2 separate regions of the Xenopus laevis genome follow, and region 1 is linked to region 2. The links are chromatin contacts, called in public Hi-C maps. All regions are on one chromosome and are shown on one strand. Each heading gives the region's core, a stretch centred on a gene start, on an enhancer-like site or on the middle of the called end of the contact. The rest is flanking DNA. Distances are from core to core; before and after follow the strand shown.

What was found. A called contact is a pair of places that touch in the nucleus more often than the background predicts.
Region 1: a Hi-C map of the XTC cell line shows a contact between it and region 2, with 2.1 times the contacts expected there. The contact joins two enhancer-like sites. A contact is called at or near these places in 2 of 4 Hi-C or Micro-C datasets (the XL177 cell line and the XTC cell line).

What each region holds. Positions count from the first base shown.
Region 1 is chr5L:72,674,995-72,682,162 of Xenopus_laevis_v10.1, reverse strand. It overlaps med23.L (mediator complex subunit 23 L homeolog), which reads left to right. Exons shown (of 29, transcript NM_001090215.1): 26 at 730-944; 27 at 1,200-1,320; 28 at 3,120-3,251; 29 at 3,941-4,735. The coding sequence ends at 4,111. arg1.L (arginase 1 L homeolog) reads right to left here. Exons shown (of 8, transcript NM_001086948.1): 8 at 6,666-7,168. Among protein-coding and RNA genes, the nearest start is that of arg1.L, 14 kb to the right of the region's middle. Within about 2 kb of position 1,257, at least 1 of the 7 cell types and tissues checked has an H3K27ac peak or open chromatin away from gene starts, as enhancers often do.
Region 2 is chr5L:72,582,278-72,588,849 of Xenopus_laevis_v10.1, reverse strand. No RefSeq gene overlaps it. Among protein-coding and RNA genes, the nearest start is that of arg1.L, 79 kb to the left of the region's middle. Within about 2 kb of position 1,584, at least 1 of the 7 cell types and tissues checked has an H3K27ac peak or open chromatin away from gene starts, as enhancers often do.

The sequences.
Region 1 (7,168 bases), core at 8-2,507, 94 kb before region 2:
TGACACGCTAAGGGCATGTTACATTTTAGAATCTACAAAATGTTGTTTAAAAGGCCCATGATCGATACATTTAATTTCCGTTTCTTGCTTTAAAGGAACAGTAACAAAAAAGTGATTTAAAGTAATACAAATATAGTGCTGTGTTGCCCTGCACTGATAAAACTGCTGTATGTGCTTTAGAAACACTACTATTGTTTATATAAATAAGCTTCTGTGTAGCCATGGGGCAGCCATTCAATGGAGAAAAGGATCAAGTTACACAGCAGATAATCTCTGTAGAACATTATGGTGTTATGCAATAGTGTTTCTGAAGCAACCAGATCAGTTTTACCAGTGCAGGGCAACAGTAAATTGTTTTCATTTCTTTAAAACACTTTAATTTTTAGGTATTACTGTTCCTTTAAAATCGAAATCATTCGCTGCAAAATTGCTGTTGACACTAGAAGTCGTGCTGCATTTGCTGTAAGCAGTGATGTGGAAACATTGGAAGCCATTACTGTAATTAAAGGATATTTTCTGCTTTTCTCAAAACATCCTGCATTAATTTTCCACTCCCTAATCTCATATAGAAAATCTGAATTGGTACAAAATGTACATGCTGCCAATAACAGGAATGGTGGATTTGGTAAAAATACAGTTTAGAATCCATAATTCTATAAAGGTTTTATTTTTTTTTTTTTGAATGTCTACACATATTCAATTGTAAGACTTCTACCCCCTTCTTTGCAGGAACCATACTGGATAGTTCTTCATGACCGGATTGTAAATATCCTCAACAGCCCTAGCTTAACATCTGAGACAGAATGGGTTGGTTATCCTTTCCAGCTTTTTGATTTTACAGCTTGTCACAAGGCTTACTCTGAAATGAGCTGTAGTTACACCCTCGCTTTGGCCCATGCAGTATGGCATCATTCCAGCATTGGACAGCTGTCACTCATCCCAAAGTATGTATAGCACTTACACTTCTTAGATGTTGCGTTTTATTGATTGTATTATTGTAAAATGTTCTGGACCAGATAATCAATATTACACATTTGTATTGTACTGCCATGGTTATCAGATTTGAACAGCAACTTGAAAAGAAAAAAAAAAAGTTTGCCTTTCTTAATAACCAGTGTGATCTACAGATTTATACTTGGTCGTGTGACATGTTTGGTTTCAGTAGAATGTTTAGTTACTGTCAACCTGCTTGTTTGCAGATTTCTTCCTGAAGTGCTTATACCCATTGTGAAAACGGAGTACCAGTTACTTTATGTCTATCATCTTATTGGTCCCTTTCTGCAACGCTTCCAGCAAGAACGCACAAGATGCATGATTGAGGTAAAAAAAGGGCTTAAAAGGAGCAGTCTGACTGGTTATGCTGCTTTCATTAATCCCCTGAGAGTGGATTAAAGCACAGAATGTGGGTTTAGGCTAGCCCAACCTGTTTTGAAGCAGTCAGTGTCCGGTTATACATCTGCTGTTTTGTCTTGTTGCTGACTTACATGTGCACCTTAAAGGAGAAGGAAAGCTACAGAGGCATTTTATTGCCAATAGATTAGCCACAATAGTGCAAGCTAGAATGCTATATTTATTCTGTAGAATATTTTACCATACCTAAATAAAAAGCTCTAGAAACTCTCTGTTTGTTTAGAATAGGAGCTGCAGTATTAATGTGGTGTGACATCACTTCCTGCCCGAGTCTCTCCCTGCTCTGGGCTCAGATTACAGTAGAGAAGGGAGGGGTGGGGGGAGAGGAGCAAACTGAGCATGCTCTTGCCCAGGGCAATGAGGTTTAAGCTATGCCAAAGCATACATTAAAAATCTTGTCCCTAATCCCACTAACATTAAATTCTTTTTATTTTTGTTCATTGTCCTCTTACTCCCACAAACAAACATACACAGAGCTATAAGTAAAAACAGAGAAACCCGTTGCGCACGTAAATGAGTTGAATGATGATGATAATAGTAGATGGGTGCACAATATGGGACCTGTTCTCCAAAAATGCGTGGGATCTGGGTTTTGCCAGATAGGGGTCTTTCTGTAAATTGGATCTCCATGCCTTAAGTCTATTAAAAAAAAAATTGAAATATTATTACATAAACCCTATAGGATTGTTTTGTCTCCAATAAGGATTCATTGTTTGGATCATGTACAGGGTACAGTTTTATTATTATAGAAAATAAGAGAGTTTCTGCTTCTTTGGAAAACCAGCAAGCTGAGCAGTTGATCTTTGGTACCAGTGTATTTAAAACATAATAGAAGATCTTCTCAATACAGGAATGGGATCTGTTATCCAGAAACCCTGTATACAGAAAGCCGGCTCCCATAGACTCCATTTATCCAAATAATCTGTTTAAAAAAAAAAAAAATGGTTTCCTTTTTCTCTATTATAACAGTACATTTTCCTTATCCAAACTAAGATATACTTAATCCTTAATGGAAGCAAAGCCAGCATATTGGATTTATTTAATGTTTAAAGGATTTCCTAGTAGACTTAAGGTATGAAGATCCAATTTTCGGAAAGATCCGTTATACGGAAGTCACCAGGTCCCGAGCATTCTGGAAAAAATGCCCCATACCTGTATTATGTAGCTTGACCTGCCCGAAATTTTACTGAATTACCTTTTACAAAAGATGTTGTTTAATGAATTACCTCATTTATTTGGTTCGGGGAGCTCCTTCTGGGAGCAGGTTGCAGTACCCTGAGGTTACCATAGCCAGCAAAAAGCTGCTCCTGATAACGATCTGATAGCAAAAAGTTCAGTTTTTAAAAAAGAATTTTGGCTCTACTAGTGCAGAGAGATCAATTGTGGTGTGGCCACATCTTTTATCTTTTATCTTTTATTGTTGCTTTTTTTGGTATGTGCTCTCAGTATATTTAGGTAATCACATTTGCACCGCATTACTAATTTTGCTCAGGGATATAATTGGCAGCAAGGCAAGTAACACTGATTTCCAATCAAGCTGGAGAATGGCACTTGTCCTGCTTTAATATCAAATAAGTGTTGTTTTTTTAGCACTATTTAGCATCATTTCAATGCTTATATTTTATTAGAAAAAATTATTACATCATACAAGTCAGAAAAATGTTTTCTATTCCCTATGTTTACAATTTCTATTTGATATTTTTTCACAGATCGGCGTAGCATTCTATGAAATGCTTTTGAATGTAGATCAGTGCAGCACTCACCTAAGCTTTATGGATCCAGTCTGTGATTTCCTATACCACATGAAGTATATGTTTACTGGGGACAGTATAAAAGACCAGGTAAGTGATTATCCATTGTCTTTGCTCAGTGGTGCTGTGTTGGATATTTTTTTGGCAGCTTTCTGCAGTGCAAAAGTATTATCCAGGGCATGAACCAATATCTATGATAGGCAGCATTCGGCAAGAGAGAAAAGAGGTTTAAAAGTGATAAGACCATCATTTGTATGCGATTTATAGATCTGTGTTCTGCATGCACAGGGGCATTATAAAGTTGTATAAAAAGATGTGTTAAATGTCCTCTATAGTGCAGTAAACTAACTATGTATTACCCTGGGATAAAAGATAAATATGCTATTAATATGAATGTTCATAGAATTATCAGGCAAACATAAGAGATTCAAACTTGCATTTTTTAATGCCTCATACTTTTTTTTTTTTTTGTCATAAAATATTTTATGGAACTTTTATTTATCCATTATTACCAAGTGCACCTTAGTTTGCTAGAAGGTCTATATAGCTGTAGGCTGCAAAGCTCTGCCACCATACATTAAAGATTGCCCTGCATTATCTAGTTAGTATAGCAAACTGCGAGTATAGTATTTTGGACAAACATCCCTGACAGAAGTCTACAATTGCATCCGATAACAGTAATGTGGACATACCTATTTGCAACATCAAAATTGTTGTTCAACTGGGTTTATATATAATATATATGCATTTTAATTTTTTTTTTTTTTTTTAAATTTTAGGTAGAAAAGATCATCTGTAATCTAAGGCCTGCTTTAAAACTCCGGCTACGCCACATCACTCACATTAGCACAGAGTCGGCCGCTCCACCTCCCCCACCCATGAATAGCGGCTCTCCAGCTCCACAGCCCAACCAAGTACCCGTGAGTGTTCCTCTGACAGTCACTCAGTGAAAACAGACTCCAATTGTCCAGTCAATAGGCCGCACTTTTGAATCGATGGAGTTGTACTTTGTGGGCAGTTACAGATCAATCAGCAATTTTCTGTCCTCGTCGGACTAGATTATTTTTCTATTTCAATTGAATGTTATGTGGATAAATGAATCTGTGTACTACAGAGAACAGCTCACCTAATGGAAATACACATAATATTTAGTTACAGAAATAGTGAAGGAGCTCATGGTGTGAAAAGTGCAAAAGGACATACCCACGCTCTGCCTACAAAGCACTATCTTGGCACGGAACAGTGTTTGAATGTGTTTACTAGTTGTCTTTCACTCTGTTCCTGTAAAACTTTGACAGCTTTGTTGTTTTTCCTCCTTCCAGGGGAGGAGAGCTTAACATGAGTTGGCTTCTTTTTTTTTTTTTATAAAGTGAACTCTTAACATAACTGCTGTGTTTTGGAAATCCTCTTTTGTATATTTTGATCTCTTCTGCTTATGATTTAAAAGTATAGATATGAAGGCTGTACTAATTATGAAAAAAGTTTTTTTTTTTTTTTCTTTTTTAAATAAAGTTAACATCCAGGCTAACCTTGTGGTGGATGAAATGTTCACTATCCAGGTCTTAAAGCCCTTACACCACTGGTGCTTATTCATATATTGCCGTATGGGATCTGTTATGCAGAATTCTTGGGACTTGGGGATTTTGGTTATTTGGATCTCAATACAGTTGCTACTTAAAAATAATATAAGTTATACCCAATGTGTTTCCAGCCTCCAATAATAATTAATTATATCTTAGTTTGAATCAAGTACAATGTACTGTTTTATTATTACAGAGAAAGCATTTTTAAAAATTTGAGTTACATGATTATAGTGGAGTCTATTGGAATGGTCTACCGGTAATTTGAGCTAATTGCTTTGGTTTGGCTTTAAAGTATGGGTTTAGTTGTCCTGTAAATTCATATTGATAACCATGTTTATCAGCAACAATACTAGTTGTTCTTAAAACTACCCCATAGTTGGACCCACTTGCCTACATTTACCTAGACCCCTAAGTGTAAAAGCAAAAGTGTGTGCTTATTCAGAAAGTACTTCAGTCCATGGTGTGGCTGTACTTTGCACCTCATACAGATCTTTGCATCAACCCACCAGTGCTCCCTAACTCCGAAAATGACAGGGTGGGAAGTGGGGATGCCAAAAGGCTGCATATTATGAATAGAGTGCTGCCAAATGCAGGTAGTGCTGTTCACTTGGGGGGTGGGGGTGACTGTGTATGTTCTTTGCACCCCTGCCCTGCACATATTAAATGATTCCTTCTGTGATATACATTAGATATCCCTAATTTGCATAGAATTAAGACATTCAATTTACAGATTGGGTAGAGTGCCAACAAACTTGCCAGACATGAACATCTTGTCACTGGCCCTGGGGTTTTTGTCCAGCACACATTTGTGACCAAACTAGGCAAAGACTCCCTCATTAGGGAGCAGATTTATCAAGGGTCGAATTTCGAGTACATGGAAGTTAAAACTCCCATGAACTCAAAATTCGACTAAATTTTGTAAAAAATAAAATCAAAATTTTTAGATGAATAGAATCGACCCACAAACTTGAATCAAATTCGAATGAAATTCCATTTGAGTTTTTTCTCCGATAGAATATCAGGAAGGCTGCAAACAACTCCAAATTGATCCCAGGATGTCTTCCATTGACTAAAAGGCAATCTGGCAGGTTTTTGGTGGCGAATAGTTGAATTTGAGTTATTATAGGGCCATTGTATGATACATTTAGAAATTTCTAGTTTTCGAAATTTCTGACTCGAATCGAATTCTAATAATTACCTAGTCGAATTTGACAGGTTTGGCCATAAAAAAAACTTGAAAATTTGTATTTGAAATTTGAATTTTTACTTCGACCCTTGATAAATCTGCCCCAGGTGTCCTTACAAAATGATAAAAAGATTTTATAGTTATGGGTTGTCTCATTTCATAATTGCAGCATGAATATACTCCCAGTGTACATATATTTAGTGGGTCCATAGGAATTAGTTAGAACAAACTAAATGATTAAAGGGGTTGTTCAACTTTACGGTAACTTTTAGTATGGTATAGAGGCTGAGACAATTTTCAATTTTTTTTATTATTTGTCGTTTTTCAGTTATTTAGCTTTTTATTCAATAGCTCTCCAATTTCAGCAATCTTTTTGCTAGGGCCCAAATTACCCTTGCACTATGCATTGATTTGAATAAGAGACTGAAATACGAATAGGGGAGGGCGTGAATAGAAAAATTAGTAATAAAAAGTAGCAATAACAATACATTTGTAGCCTTACAGAGCATTTGTTTTTAGATGAGGTCAGTGACCCCCATTTGAAAGCTGGAAAGAGTCAGAAGAAGAAGGCATATAATTAAAAAAACTATTTACAAAAAAAATGAAGACCAATTGAAAGTTCCTTAGAATTAGCCATTATATAACATACTAAAAGTTGCCTTAAATGAACCACCCGTTTAGTTTCTAGTTAAGGATTTAATTAAATAGACAAATCAACAGAATATGGCACCTGGATATTTCAACATAAATGTTTATTAAAAATATAGAATTTACACAGCTTCAGAGTAAATTACACATTCCTTAGGAGTCACATTTCATTTAAAGCAGAGATAATTGTACTAATGTGAAAACACTGCCTTGCCAGCTTAATATAATCATATTGATTTTTAAAAATATGCAATTTCATATTTAACAAAAAGTAAAGCATGTCCTGGCTACTATTTAACCTATATGTGTCTAATGGCACACAGGAGAAGCCAATCAGCTGCCTTCCAATCCCATGTATGTATGTATGTATGTATGTATATCTGTGTATTGACAGACACTCGTTCTGAGCAGATTTTGATACCAAAATTTGATGCAGGCTGATACAGTGGGCGCCAGTGCAAAATACATATGAGGTGTAGAAGGCTTGATTGGCTGTATATGCCAGCAGAGAAAATGAGGATTCGTCAGAGATAAATAATAAATTGTTATGGTAACTGGGAATCTAGTGAATTCCAAACCTCAGTTGTAGA
Region 2 (6,572 bases), core at 335-2,834:
GTTTGAATATATTGTTTGTTGTGTTTATATGGACCTACCAGCAGCTGTCTGATTTTTTCAATGACTGAATTATTCTATGAGCTTGTTTGTAGGTCAGATTAATGATTCATGGGCATAGGCTAATAAAGCTAATATCTAATATCCACTGAGTATTCAGTAACCCAAAACAGAACACCTTTACTTCCTGCTTAATTAGGCCAATTACATTGCAATCCTTCTAATTATTAGCAGCTTTTATTTGTGTAGATAATCTATAAGTACAACAAGATAAAATTCAGTTATGACATCAAAGGGATGGTTTTTTGAAAAAGGGAAAACAGAGAAGAAAGTCACAGTGCACAGAGCATAGGCTTTTTTTCTGTATAGTCATTAATGAGGATTTTGCCTTAGTCTGTATCTTTAACAAAGGGTGCATACAGCTTTGCCATGGTAACCACTGTCTGACTAGAAAAGGACAGAAAAAATATCTGCATGAGATATGGGGAAATTGCTCTCAACTAAAAGAGTTGATAGTTAATCCTGTGCTTTAAAATGACACAACAAAATCAAAAAATCAGCCATCCATATTAACAAATGATGTTGCATAAGAAAAGCTAGACATGTGGATTGTAGTTATTGATAATAGAGAGCTGGATTTTCTCTCAGATATTCTCAACTGTTTGCCAGAAATGCAGAGCAAGTTGTATAGGATTCACTGTTCTCTCTGCTGCATGAGGAGAAATAATAAAGCTACACTGTGCACAATGTATTATGTTTGTCTAATCCACTGTAGGTTTGATAATACTAGTACAAGCATATTTTTTGGCAGCAAGTTCATCCTTTTCAGGAGTGTTGACACAAATAGGAGATATAGGCAACATATAAATAGGCCCCTTAGTATACCTGATTTTATCATTTTTTTACAAAAAGGCAGCCCAGGTCTGTCTCATAGCAAAAAACAAAAACAAAATAGGTCCATTTTAGGCTGAATACATATCAGGATATCTAAACATTGGTTTTAAATATTTAATATTTGCTTTCTTAAAGGAGAACTAAACCCTAAAAATGAATATGACTAAAAATGCTATATTTTATATACACAACTCATTACACCAGCCTAAAGTTTCAGCTTCTCAATAGCAGCAATGATCCAGGACTTCAAACTTGTCACAGGGGTCACCACCTTGGAAAGTGTCTGCGACACTCACATGCTCGGTGGGCTCTGAGCAGCTGTTGAGAAACTAAGCTTAAGGTTCATCACAAATTGAGGTTTGTCTGTAAAAAGTTTTGTCTGTAAAATAAGCTGATGCTATGGGGCAGAATATTAAATACTGATGCTAGTTGCACTAGTTTCTGTGCTGCCATGTAATAATTTTCTGCAGAGTCGGGCCTGGCCAGCCGGGCACCCTAGGCAGTCCAGCAGGAGCGCTCGCCCCAAATCCCTGTCTCATTTGTGTGCACATGAGCGGCATCATCGCTCACGTGCGCATGCGCGACATCATCGCTTGTTTGCACATGCGCGGCATCAGCCATTGTGTGCACATGCGTGGCACCAGCGCTCGTGTGCACATGTGTGCCAACAGCTTTCACGCACGCATGCATGGAAGGGCCATTCCCAGGCACAAGTCTAGTGCCAGGTCTGATCTAGGAGTAGGCAGAAGGGGTAGCTGCCTAGTGCCCCCAATCGTTGCACCCTAGACAGCTGCCTCTTCTGCCTACCCCTAGTTACGGCCCTGATTTTCTGTATAAATTACTAATCAGCTGTATTCTGTGACATTTATATTCTATGTGTACTGTATATTTGGAGTCTGTCCCTAAGCTAAGTGAGAGCAGCACGGAGCATGTGCAGTGAATCAGCAGAAAAAAAGATGGGGAGCTACAGGGGCATCTTATCAGATCTTCCCTGATAAATGGCTGTGTTTGCCTTGGTCTGGTACAGAAGCAAAAAAAAGTGCAAAATTTCTAGCCTACTTCTTCAGTTAGGCTTTAGTTCTCTTGTAAAGGGAGGGTATCTCAAGGGAGGGTATCTCATGTGTTTTGTTACATGCAATTTTTTTGTCACACAAGATTTTTTCCATTGTTTATATAATTGGAGAAAACCTGTATTAAAAGTCAACATATGCTGTTGAATAGAATATACATTTTCTCAATGGTTGCATGGCACTGCAGTGGGATTTGTGGGTTAGGTATGTATACATGAGCAACTGGCAGAGATATGAAGGAGTGGGCCTGAATAGAAAGATAAGTAATAAAAAGTAGCAATAACAATACATTTGTAGCCTTACAGAGTATTTGTTTTTTTAGATGGGGTCAGTGACCCCTATTTGAAAGCTGGAAGAGTCAGAAGAAGAAGTCAAATAATTACAAAACTATAACAAATAAAAAATGAAGACCAAATGAAAAGTTGTGTAGATTTGGCTATTCTATAACATACTAAAAGTTAACTTTTTGATGGCAACAGCAACATCAGGTGCAACATACATCAACAGGCCTTGTCTACAACCAAGGGCGATTCTTGCCATTATGCCACCTGAGGCAGCCTTCTTTTGCCACCCCCACCCCTCCCCACGGCACTCACCTTTACAGTGCCGGAGAGGACAGGGGCGGTCCACGTCGCTTAGTGCAGAGAGCGCAATTGCGCTCTCTGCACTAGAAGAGCTGAATTTCCGGGTTGAAAACCGGAAAAGTTATCAGGAGGGTCCCAGGAGCGGCATTTTTGCTGCCCCAGGCAACCTGGGGTGCGCTGCAGCCTGAAGCGAGTGGCCCAACTCACCTCATTGGTGGAGCGCCTCTGTCTACAACATGGGTCCACATGTGGGTGTTGCTACTGATAGGTTGCTATTGGTGACTTGACCTACTGCGAACATTGCACCTTTTATGACATCATACAATCCTATTAATATTTTATGAAAATCCTGAAATTATGTGACATTTTAAAATTTAAAGCCCAGTCACAATTTCCTGCCTGCTGCGTACCTCCTCCTGAACCTGCAGATTTCAGCCATCAGGGTTGTGGAGGCCCACAGACCCTGGCCAGCAAGGAGATAAAAATGCAGCAGTCCTGGACCAAGGGGGTTCTTGAGGCACATGGGGTTTTCCCAGTGCCACAGTCTGACCCTGGATGTGCTAATATGTTATGCTTTGTATATGAATGTCAAGGATCAGTGGTGGAAATAACAGAACAAATATGATTTTACATAATCCCAACCCAATTCTTTCAATATTGTGTAGTTTATTCAAAGTACTTGTAGTAAGTGTAGCCATCTAAATATAGCATAAGGGCTCATTAAACCAATATTTATTGCATCATTCCACATTACTAAAATTGCCTTTAGCATTTATTACAATTTTTTCTTTGCAATTAAAAATGCAATTTTTAAAATTTATTTTTAAATATCATCTCTTTTTTTTCTTAAAGGACTGCTATCGTGGTATTTGTTAATGCAGCACCTACAAATAAAATATATTTTTACAAAAATCACCTATTGATGGTTTTAATTCTATTATTCTATAAAGAGCCATGACTGGCATTTGACCCTTATTATCTTCTTGTGGTGCGCAAGAATTAAGACCATTATATTCTACAGGGCTTAGCTGTTACTTGTTTTAAAAACACCTTGTCCCCATTGTCTTATTCCAAAAAAGAAGACTGATGGGATCTTTAGTCTGAATGTCTTGTGCTGTTGAATATGAATACACTATATAAATTATAAGGAAAATAATAATACTTATGCTATTGAATCGCACCCTTACTACTAATGCACAACCAGAGAGAGCTTCATTACCTTTTCCATGTTATCGATGTAACACCATCTAGATATACAGTTCCATAGACAGTTATATATTTTGCAACATGTTTACACCTCTTATACTCAGCCACAACACATGTTCATTGATTTTTCATAAATGTATAGATCTGGAATGCTATAATTTCTGGGATCAAAGCTTTGTTTTGCATTTTATTGATGTATTGCAGGGCCTTCCCTTACATTGCATCAACAGTCTGAGCCACCAGTGTAGAAAATAGAACGGGACAGACAAACATGGCTGTCAATAAGAATAAATATACAAATAACTTAAAATTAAAAACCATAGAAAATTTGTAATGAATGTATAGTGCAAAGTTGCTCAGAATTATGTTTTTATTTATTAGGCAAATTTTTATTATGGTTTTGACTTGCCCTTTAAGGGAAGTATATATTTCAATGTTTTTAAAACTAAGCACAAAAGTAAGAATGCATAATTAATTATTTGCATAGTGCACCTATTATTGAATACTGTATTTGAGATTACATATGAATTGGATTTGATATATTATGTTTACCTTATCAGATGCATTCTACTTAGTAGAAGTAGTGATAGCAAGTCAGATTATTCTGGTTTATTTTGAAACATAGTAACATAGTAACATAGTAAGTAAGGTTGAAAAAAGACACATGTCCATCGAGTTCAACCTTTTTTTTTTTTTTTTTTTTTTTTTTTTATTAACTACCTATCTGCCAGTTGATTCAGAGGAAGGCAAAAAACCCATCTGAAGCCTCTCCAATTTGCCTTAGAGGGATCAACTTGGACTATGAGCTATTTCCCATAACCCTGTATTCCCTTACTTGCTAAAATGCCATCCAACCCCTTCTTAAAGCTATCTAATGTATCAGCCTGTACAACTGATTCAGGGAGAGAATTCCACATCTTCACAGCTCTCACTGTAAAAAACCGCTTCCGAATATTTGGGCGGAACCTCTTTTCTTCTAATTGGAATGGGTGACCTCGTGTCAGCTGGAAAGACCTACTGGTAAATAAAGCATTAGAGAGATTATTATATGATCCCCTTATATATTTATACATAGTCATCATATCACCCCTTAAGCGCCTCTTCTCCAGCGTGAACATCTCCAATTTGGCCAGTCTTTCCTCATATCTAAGATTTTCAATACCTTTTACCAGCTTAGTTGCCCTTCTCTGTACCCTCTCTAATACAATAATGTCCTGTTTGAGTGATGGAGACCAAAACTGTACGGCATATTCTAGATGGGGCCTTACAAGTGCTCTATACAGTGGAAGAATGACCCCCTCCTCCCTTGAGTCTATGCCCCTTTTAATACAGCTCAAGACCTTATTTGCCCTTGATGCTGTGGACTGGCATTGCTTGCTACAGCCAAGTTTATCATCTACAAGGACTCCAAGGTCCTTTTCCATAATGGATTTGCCTAGTGCAGTCCCATTAAGGGTATAAGTGGCTTGGATATTTTTACATCCCAGGTGCATGACTTTACATTTATCAACATTGAATCTCATTTGCCACTTAGCTGCCCAGATTGCCAGTTTGTCAAGATCATGTTGCAAGGATGCCACATCCTGGATGGAATTAATTGGGCTGGATAATTTTGTGTCATCTGCAAACACTGATACATTACTTACAACACCCTCCCCTAAGTCATTAATGAACAAGTTAAATAAAAGTGGACCCAATACTGAGCCCTGGGGACCCCACTAAGAACCTTACTCCAAGTAGAGAATGTCCCATTAACAACCACCCTCTGTACCCGATCCTGTAGCCAGTTTCCTATCCACGTGCAAACGACTTCATTAAGCCCAACAGACCTTAGTTTAGAAAGCAGTCGTTTGTGGGGCACAGTATCAAACGCTTTGGCAAAATCCAAATAGATCACATCTACTGCCCCCCCACTATCCAGAATCTTACTTACCACATCATAAAATGCAATCAAATTCGTCTGACATGACCTATCCTTCATAAAGCCATGCTGATTGTTGCTCATAATGCCATTCATTAGGACAAAATTTTGAATGTGATCCCTTAACAAGCCTTCAAATAATTTGCCCACCACAGATGTCAAGCTTACTGGCCTATAATTGCCAGGCTGAGATCGTAATCCCTTTTTAAATATTGGAATAACATCAGCTTTTCTCCAATCCATAGGCACCATACCAGATGACAGTGAATCTGAGAAAATCAGAAATAAGGGCTGGTCTAAAACTGAACTAAGCTCTCTTAGAACCCGGGGGTGTATGCCATCAGGCCCTGGAGCCTTGTTTACATTAATTTGTATTAAAGCTTTTTGAATCATATCCTGAGTCAGCCACTGACTAGATTGAGCTGAACCATTCGTGCAGTTATTAAGTGAGCCTGTGAACTCAGACTCCTCTATTGTATACACTGAAGAAAAGAACTGATTCAACACAGTAGTGTATGCTATTATTTTTACATAGTACAATAGAAGGGCAGCCCCAATATGCCTGCAGAATTAATTATGCATCAAAGATCACTAAAATTATTCACTAACCCATTAAATCAAAGCAAGATGAATGGTAGGGGCCTTTCCAATATAATGGATTACACAGACAAACATGCACATGCAAAAGAAGCCATGGCACTTTCTAGATATGTATTTTTAATAGAGTAGTTGTTTTAAACCCATACAGATTACTTAAAGGAGAATTCAACCCTTTAGAAAAAAAACCCGTGAAAGATAGTTTCAGTCTGAATAGAAAACCAAGTAATAAAAAATAACAATGAAGACCAAATGAATAGTTGCTAGGAATGCAACCATTTTTTAATATACTAAAAATTTAAA